Linked DNA regions of Capra hircus: region 2 is linked to region 1. Evidence: chromatin contacts called from public Hi-C data. All regions are on one chromosome and are shown on one strand. The core of a region is the stretch at or near the end of the contact, and the rest is flanking DNA. Distances in the headings are between cores, read along the strand shown. Region 1 overlaps PRKCH (protein kinase C eta type). Region 2 overlaps PRKCH (protein kinase C eta type).

Region 1 (4,749 bases), core at 1,516-4,015:
GCAGATCCGAACCAGAAAGCGCTTTGGGACTACATCTGTGGAGGAGGAGGAGATGGGCTCACTCATTCATATGGGGGCAATTCAAGAGCTTGTGGTTATTTCTACCAAATGAGGCCAGAATCAAAGCTCTGTGTAGAGACAAAGAAGAAAATTAAATGGGCCAGGTGTAGAGAGCACTTTGTCCTCATTCAGGGCTAAAGCCTGAAGCAACTGCAAAGTTTACAAAACTCTTTTGGACTTGAATTTGTACTGGAGGAACCAAGGACATTTTCAGCCATCATTCACACAAGGGGCCAGAGAGGAGTCTGGAGGTGTCAGCTTTCAACGCTGCCCACAAGCTGCAGCGTCTGCTTGGCCTTGCCTTTCCGATGGGGCTGCTGGGGAGTCTGGATTCCCAAAGCTGCTTAAGCAATGAGCACACTCACCTCCGGAGCAATGTAGTCAGGCGTGCCGCAGAAGGTGGCGGTGGTAACCCCGTTGCAGATCCCCTCCTTGCACATCCCGAAATCTGCCAGTTTGCAGTGGCCCTCGTGGTCCAACAGTACGTTGTCCAGTTTCAGATCTCTGCAAGAAACACAGAGCAGCAAATATGGTGGGGCAGCCGGGCCCCAAACCATCTACCTGGCTGAGCTGGGTCACAAGATGGCGGGTCACACAGCCAGGAGAGCTTTCTGCACCCACCCTTCAAAGGGGACACACTTCTTTGTGTTATGTGGATAACAGATTGAGATCCACTCTTGAAATCTGCCTCGTAGTCCTGGATGATGGTTCCATCTGAATGGGCTAACCACATATCAAAACACAGGCTGCCCATTAAAAACTGACAATGTGACTGCCAGGCTTCCCACTGACCACCTATACAGGAGACATCCACCCACCCTACACCCTGTTCTGTGGCATCTATCTCTGCCCACTGGCCTTCGCTCGGTGAAGTCCTAGAGCACGTGGCCACTGTGCGGCACACACTGTGATGGGCATCAAGAGCAAGATGACCCTTCTCCCTAAGGACCGCACTGTGTGTTTGGGAGACAGATATTCACCAGACTGTCAGCTCCATGGAGGAGGCATCAGATGCATCTGGTTCACACTGTGCCTAGCATAGTGCACTCAATAAATCTTTGTTCAAAGTATATACACATAGATGAGTGTGTGTGTGTGTGTGTAGATACATAAATATGTGTGTATACATACACACATATATTGGGGGAAAGAGGAAAGGAGAGTGATGGGGGAGGAAGACAGAACCAACTGTTGTGTAATACAAATGGCATGAGAGAAGTAGGAACCACGTGCTGTGAGAGAAAAATAAGAAGGAACAATTCATTCCTATTAGCGGCAGGACAGAGGTCTGTGCCACAGTAGAGGCAGAAACTGAGCTGGGTCTTACAGTGTGAGTCAGTCTTCCAGGTGGGAAGTGGTATGAGACGGTCACCGTGGGCAGGTGGACAGGGCCAGTGCACAGAGCAAGAGCAGAGATGAGGTGGGCTCAGGAACCCCATGTGGCATACGAGGACTCACATGAAACACTGGGGCCATCAAAATGCCAGGGCTAGAACACCGAGTTAAGTCCATACTGTGAAGGGCCCTGCATACCACACCAAGGAATTCTGATGCTTAGATATTAGGCAAACATGACCCACTGAAGCTCTCTAACTAAGTTTTCCAGCTGATGAGAAAAGATCAGCTAGAGGGAAGCTGAGAGAGTCCAGGGAAGAGATGTTAAGAGCTGAACTAGGACAGTGACAGATGGAATGGAAAGTAGGGATCAATCAGCAGTGCTTGGGAAAAGACTATCAGGATTAAGGCCTGATAACCACTTAGAGGTAGATGAGGAGAAGCAGCAGCAGAACTGATGACTCCCGGGTTTCTGCCTTAGATTCAGTGGGTTAGTGGGGACATTAATGACCAGGGAAAAGCAAAACAGAAGTGAGAACAGGGTTTGTTTGGGTATAGCCCAGATACATAGAAACCTCAGAAATTACAGTGAGTGCAAGGCAAAGCACTCACCCTCCCTCCCCTAACCTGGAAGGGCAGAATCAAGGGAAGTGAGTTTCCAGCAGCAGAACTGCTTGGTGAAGGGTATTGACAGAAGTAGGAACATGGGTCAAATGTCAATAAAACTGTCTGCAAATGAAAGGCAGTGCTCCTAAACACCCCCTCCCCGACATAGGCTTCTGGCACCAACTGTCTCCCATTGCCACACCTACCAGGCATCAAAACAGAGGGAAGCTGGCACCATGGCAAGCTGGGAAAGAGTCCCACACACCTACATCCTATTGTGGGCCTCTCAGTCTAGCCTTGGGGGAGGATTGGGGGAGCAGCCCTGCCTACAGGGCGACAAACTCTATCCTTTGATCTTTGAAGGAAAGATGTGCTCGGAGGCAACCACACTGGCTTAGCAGGGAAGGAGGCTGCCCAGCCAGCAGTGATGCTAGACGACCACCCTGACCTGGAGGTCTGCAGTCAACTGCCAGGTGGGAAGCTGCAGTAGCCGTGGCCTCCCGGGGCTGTGCTATGCGGAGTGATGGTGGCCCCTCACTGGGCCTCTCCACAGCGGGGGCTACTGACTGCTGCTCTGGGCCTTCGCATCCCCAGGGGGCTGTGTCGGGGCATCCGTGGCTCTGTTTTCCCATGTCTTCCCATCTCTGCTCTGACAATAAAGGCCTGTTGGGCTGCTTGGCCCAAGGGAAGAAGAGGCTGGTCGCTGTCCAGCCCGGGATCACATTGCGACTCGGGGGAGGCAGGTGATGACAGAACTGGCAAGACTGGTTTCCACACTGGGCCCTGCAAGTTGATGCGGCCGGACCACGTGGGACCTGCAGACAGGGGTCACTGGAAGCCACGCAGGCAGGAGAACCAAGTCCCATTTTCCAGGAATCCCTGGATAAGCGAGATGAGAGCTGCAGCACTTTCTCAGGCCAGCCTCCACTCTGAGCTTATGCTTCAGGCGTCTCCCGGGTGACAGGCGGAGATATGCTGGGTGCCACTTCAGCAATGCGAGGCTCCTCCACCTCTAAACCAGACCCGGCCCCGGCCCCCAAGTCGGCCTCCTGCCCCTTTCCCTGGGCAGAATCCCACTTCCCACACAAGCTTTCAGTAGGCTCTGGTCTGTGGAAACCGTGTCCTCCTCCCCTGCCCTCTCAACACACACACAGTATGAGCAAGATTTATTAGCCCACATGAAGGCAGGATCCCAGAAGAACAGGTGTGTGTGTTGCAGGGGAGCAGGAAGGATTCTGGTCACAGCCACTGTCAAGAGCATGGTCTCAGCTGTTCTTCTAGACGTGATTTCAGACTCAAGGCCCTATTAGTGCCTGGTTGTCTGGCTCCTCTGGGGACTCATCAGTCCAAACACTGTCATCTCTAATATCTGCCAGCCACTTCTCATCGGCTCCAGGAGGGATCAAGGCCTTAGCGGATCTGAGCCTCGGGTCTGGCTTTATCAGCACCATGTTCCAGCCCAGCAGCCCACCTCTGTGCGGTCCTACACTCAGAAACCTCTGACTCTCACACTGCCAGAAATGGTGGCTGCATTTCTAAAATCTCCTGAAGCCACTGTGCCTGCTGAGAGCTTGGAAAGGATCTCCTTGGGTAGAAGAAGCAAGTGCTAACAGAAACTTACAATGGTCTAAAGAGCCGACCTGAGATTGCTCAAGAGAGCTTGTGACTAACGTCCCAGCTAAGCGGTTTGACTGCTTATTACTCAGCAGCTGTCACAGGTATCAGGACTTGTTTGGGGAGGGAAAAGCGCTTTGTCATCAGTTTCATACGCTGCCCATCACAATGCCCTCTGCACAGAGAAGTCTTGGGACATGGCCCCGCTGCTCAGGGCAAGGAACTGAGCGGCCCTAGGGATGTGACTTCACCTGGTCATAGGATGCCCCAGGGCAGACAGGCCAGTTCTATACCTCAGTCCTGATTTTGCAGTCTCCTTTTAGGCATTTTCAGAACTGGACCAGCCTTGAGGGAAATGCCATTGCTGGTTTCATACCAAGTACTACCTAAGACCCTGATGCTGGGAAAGATTGAAGGCGCGAGGAGAAGAGGATGACAGAGGATAACATGGTTGGATGGCATCACCGACTCAATGGACATGAGTTTGAGTAAGCTCCAGGAGTTGGTGATGGACAGGGAAGCCTGGTGTGCTACAGTCCGTGGGGTCGCAAAGAGTCGGACATGACTGAGCAACTGAACTGAACTACCTAACAGGATAAAACTCTCAACTAGAACTAATAAGGGGGGTTGATTAAGAGCATAAGATAACCTGAGGATTCAGTTCTGCCCTCAGCCCAAATGTCTCAAACCCCCACTGTGAGGTCTGTGCTGATGTCCGCAGAGCACCCAGTTCACAGCTCTATGACCGACAACCTTCACTGCATTCGCTGCATTCTGTCTATACACCTGTCTCACCCCTTGGCTGGGGCTGAGCCTTATTGCTCCCTAGCCTCAGCGCACGCCTGGCACAAGATGCTGACCAAAGAGATAAACGGAGGCATTTTGGATGGGTCACGGTGAGTTGCACCAGCCAATTCAGAGCCTATTTTATTTTGGGGGGAAGGAATGAAGTTCCATAAACTTCACTGGGACCCTTGTGCCAAAGTAATTAAACCTACAAAAATCCAAGTGCTTTTCCTCTTGGAGAGAGATGCCAGGGGTGAAAGAAAGAGCCCTGAAATATAATAAATTCAAATTCTTTGCTTTAGTGGAGCTGGGGAAAAGACACCACTTTAGGAGGGGCAATTATAAAGC
Region 2 (4,749 bases), core at 1,176-3,675, 64 kb after region 1:
CCTACAGCACACAGGATAGCCCCGACCCTCTCATAAAGAAGTATTATCCTGCCCCCAACGTTAGCAGTGGGCAAATCTCATCACATTACATAAATAAGTGATTCAAATTTTATATAAAATTTTTAGTAAATTTAAGTAACTTCATATATATATGTATATTGCTGTTGTTTAGTCATTCAGGCATTTCTGATTTTGTGACCCCATGGACTGTAGCCATCAGGCTCCTTTGTCCATGGGACTTCCCAGGCAAGAATACTGGAGTAGGTTGCGACTGTCATTCCCTTCCCCAGGGGATCAGTCATTTAATTCCTTGACATATTGACCTGTTGGTGAAGGCCAAGGCTGTGGAGATAAAGTTCTGAGCAATGTGGAGGGAACTTCCTCCTACAGATCTGACCTGAAGACAAACTAAAGAGGGACAAATTGAATTTATGAAAGTGAAAGAGTTAGTTGCTCAGTTGTGTCCCACTCTTTGTGACGCCATGGACTGCAGCCTGCCAGGCTCTTCTATACATGGAATTATCCAGGCAAGAATACTGGAGTGGGTTGCCATTCCCTTCTCTAGGGGATCTTCCTAACCCAGGGACTGAACCCAGGTCTCCTGCATTACAGGCAGATTCTTTACCATCTGAGCCACCAGGGAAGCCCCTGGTGAGTTTACGAGCAGGATCTCAATTCCGCAGGTTCCCAAAAGAGTGACCTGAACCAGTCTGTAGGTCCAGCTCCCTACTTTGCTGGATGTGTCTAACTCATTTTGAACCACCTTTCACCACTGGTAGACACACACTAGCACAGAAGGTCTGGGCTACTCATGGGCACAGGCTACTTCCCACTTTGCAAGGAGATCTGAAATGAGTGAGAGGAAGGACAAGGATAAGGCACTTCCCACGGGTATAGGATTGGGAATGCATGTAGGGAAGAGGGCAGGCATTTTGCTGGAAGGGCTATCCTCTTGTTTTGGTTGGGAATTAAACATTACATCATTTTAATGTTGAAAATATCATATACCATAAGGATGAAATTGAGTTTCTGGGAAGAGTTCCAAGACTCCCTTCGTAAGACCTAAGCAAGACATCATCACAGACCATCCTAAAGAAGTGAGTAGGAGTGAGCTCCAAATACAGCAAGCTCTTTTGCTGTGCAAATATACTGAAAGCTGGATGGCTGCAGAGAAACAGGAACTCCCTGGGTGGCCCTAAAGGGGAGACAGGGCCTGCCAAAGCCTCTGCCGCTGCAGCATGGAGGGTCTCTGGTGAGAGGAGCCGAGGTACTCTCTGGCTTCAGAAGGCAGGAAAAGGAACCCTGCACAGGAGCAGTCAGTCCTGAAGGCATGGATATAGGGGTGGGGGCAGGGAATGTTGTCCCTGCAGCCTCCTGTGGGGCTCTCAGGGAAGAGATCAGTCTTCCCAGCAGCATAAGGAACTCTGTACCAACAGCAATAGTGAGCGTGGCAAGTAAGCTTAGCTGCTGCTTAGCCATGACACCTCCTGCTTTGGACTCCAAGCCTGTTGCCCTCACTGCCCCCAGGAATCTCCATCAGGTCTTCAATTCCCTGCACCAGATGGGAATATACAAGATGGCTGCTCTGAGCCTGCCCTAAAAGTAATCCCAGAAATTCGACCATGACCAGCCCACCACAGAGGGGTGACTCTCTGCTCTGGACCTGCTACTCAGGTCCCGAATTCCCCAGGAGGACACCGGCTCCATGAGGGAAGGGGCTCCTTCCTGCTTTGTCCACCACCGTGTCCTCAGGGCTCAGAGCCGGGCCTACACCCTGGAGGAACTCTGTGCACATTTGCCGAATGAACGAACACCCCCGATCTTCACCAACTGGTGGACGAGTCTCTGAAATTTCAGGCTGGCAAAGTTTATACTGACAGACAGAGCTGACTTTGTCCTGAGAGACCCTCGACCTGGAGCCTGAGAAGAGATAGACATAGCTGTGTTCTGACCAGTGATGAAGTAATTATGGAAAAAGCAAGTATTTCAAAACTACAGGACAAGAGTCTATGGTTTCCACCCAGTGCAGTTGGGTTTCTAGACTGCATGATTCTGGAGGGGCTTGCTCCAGCCACCCACAGATGTTGCCTTAGGTCTTGGCCCCAAGGTCCTAGTTGGTCCTGACAAAGGCCAACCCAGCTTCCCAGGGAAATACCCGCAGGCCACCCTAGGGTGCTAGTTGGACTGTTAGTCTTCTATTCTGGTTGCCCTTCTGAGGAAAGACTGGCCCAGAGGTAAAAATTTCCCCCGGAATCCAGAGCTCCTTTTCAGCTACCTTCCCTTTTGTAGCAGGGAGGAAATACAGTCCTTATACTGTCTATGCCATGTGTATGACTCTCCTCTTGCCAGCCAGACTGAGCATTGCAAACACTGTTTCTTTCCCTTGCCCTCCATCAGTGTGATTCTGGACTGGCTGACTTGTCACTAAACTATTTGGCAGAAAGCCCCTCACGTTCTCATGCCTGGAGCCACTCCCAGCACTTCCAGCCCGGAGCTTTAGAACAGAGCCCCACTGAGGTCTGAGCACCCATAGTTTGGCAGGTTCCCAGGCATGGTTAGGGAAAACCGTAACCAATGCTCCCTACCACAGAGCTTCGCCAGTCATCAGACACACAGGGGCCGAGTCTGACCCCGGCAAGTCTCGGCCAAGTCAAAGGAAATGACACACCATCTGTGAACCGCCTCCACACACTGGAGCTGGGGGGTCCAGGCCATCTCTAGGTCATCACCGTGGGTGACAGCTAGTGACAAGGCCAGTTGCAGCTGAATAACCTCAAAAGGAAACACATGCCAACCCTTTCAAGCCCTTTGGTCACACCAAGTGTTCTGGCATCCTCCCCAAGCAGAGACAGCCAAAGGAACAGCAAGAACTCCGGGTTCTCCTATTTCTCATTCATTTTCACGACCCTATTGAGTCACAGATAGTCGGGAAGCTGGGAAGCCTCCGGGGACAGAAGCAAAGGTCCTAAATCAGCCCCCTCCGCCCCCCGCTAGAAATTCAGAGCCCAGAGACGGCCCATGTGCATTCTGTCCCCAGTGGGAACATGATTAATGTCAGGAACATGCCCAACTGGGAAACACCACGTTCTGGCTGGTTTTCTATTTTGATCTGAGCCAAAGGCAAACTATACCAAGTGACCCATAAACAGACCACATTGTGTTTACGGCACTCATTGCTCAACGGAAGGAGGAAGCCCAGTTTCAAACAGGTTAAGAAGAAATGGTCTTTCTTTTAACCTGCCTTTATTCCTGCCTGATAATAGGCAGGGGACCTTCTTCAAGACAAGGGTGCTGTTAGCCTGGCCAGGATGAGAACCCAGAGCTCGCCTATGGAAGGCTGCAGTGCAGTCCCCTCCTGACGAGATTCCAAAAATGCACATCAGGGCAACAGGATGAGCCTGCTGCCCATCTCTCCTGTGTGTGTCTCTCTTTGACACGTACACCCCTCTGCTAATATTTAACATAATGATAGAGAAAATAACTCAACTCAGGGTTGTTCCCCTGCACCCCTGTTGCTGGGTGATCTTCAGACATATTTTAAGTGTGACTTATGTGCACTGAGGTCAGTTTGCACCGGTTAGGTGAGCTGACAGCACTTGGGTCACAAGATTCCTAGCCACCCTGCCCTTCAAAGGCAGGGTTTCTGCTTTACTGATGGACACTGAGGTGCGGCCCCTTAGAGAAAGCGATGGCCCCTGCCAGGAACTCCAGCTGCACTGCTCTGTGAGCACCCCCCTGCAGGGGCCACCTGACGACACCCCAGAAGTAGGGAGGTAAGAGCACCCAGCTGCTGTCCTTGTAAAAGGAGGTTCTGTGTAATGCCTCCTCCACCCAGGGCAGCAGATCACCAGCGCACAAACGTGCTCATGGCTCCAACGCGGCCTGGGCACTGGGCACAGCGTGTCCTGTTTTCCAAACGGAAACCTTTGCTCTAACAAACTGGGTCTCTGAACAAAGCCTCAAGCATCTGACCAGCATTTACTCTGCCGCTCCCCCTCCTGCTGCCGCTGCCTCTTTGTTCCTCCTGGTCTCGGCCCTCAGCTCTCAGCCAGGCTCCAGGAGCGCCAAGGAGAGCCCCGGGAGCTGGGGGTGGGGAGACCCGGATTCCAGGCCATAAATGCCAGCAGGCTCAGCTGCCACAACAGTCCCTGATTAAGATGAAAGGAGTGTGAAGTGAATTTAACCTGAAAGGGTGGGAAAGGCAGTGTACCCCAGGCTAGCAGCCGGACCTGGGCCCTCCTGGCTTCAGGAGGCCTCACTGCCCCCACCCCATCGACAAAGAAACAGAAGCACGTTGCAGGAACTGGCAAACAGAACAAAGAAGAAAAAGAGCATCCATAATTCCACTGCCTTCATGAGAGTCCCTGATAGTTTACTGGCATCATTTCCTTTCTGGCTTTTTTTTTTTTTTTTTTTTTTTGAGGAGGGGACAGGTTTGCCAAGTTGCTCTCCCAGGAGGAACCTGAAATGGATTCACACTGCTAATTATCATAAATTCTATACTATTCCCTGGCCTCCCATCTCTTGTCCCACCATTTACTCTGTTTAATTTGGGGCAAGTAATTTAGCTCCTCCTTCACTTTATCACTCAGCAAAATAAAGATAATAATTGTATCCATCTTCTAGGGCTGATGTAAGAATTGTATGGAATAAATCATATATGTTAGATGCTTCTGAAAGTAACACACAATCTTTAGTGTGTTACTTTAGTGTGTTATACTACTTAATATTCAATCATATCTCTACTGG

Evidence for each region. Hi-C and Micro-C count contacts between places; a contact is called where the count stands out from the background.
Region 2: a Hi-C map of blood shows a contact between it and region 1, with 2.5 times the contacts expected there. The contact joins two enhancer-like sites. A contact is called at or near these places in 2 of 5 Hi-C or Micro-C datasets (both in blood).

The regions. Positions count from the first base shown.
Region 1 is chr10:29,530,821-29,535,569 of ARS1.2, forward strand. PRKCH (protein kinase C eta type) reads right to left here. Exons shown (of 14, transcript XM_018054083.1): 11 at 426-564. Among named protein-coding and RNA genes, the nearest start is that of HIF1A, 190 kb to the left of the region's middle. Within about 2 kb of position 2,766, at least 5 of the 5 cell types and tissues checked have an H3K27ac peak or open chromatin away from gene starts, as enhancers often do.
Region 2 is chr10:29,595,211-29,599,959 of ARS1.2, forward strand. All of the region lies in intron 9 of PRKCH (protein kinase C eta type), which reads right to left. Among named protein-coding and RNA genes, the nearest start is that of PRKCH, 150 kb to the right of the region's middle. Within about 2 kb of position 2,426, at least 4 of the 5 cell types and tissues checked have an H3K27ac peak or open chromatin away from gene starts, as enhancers often do.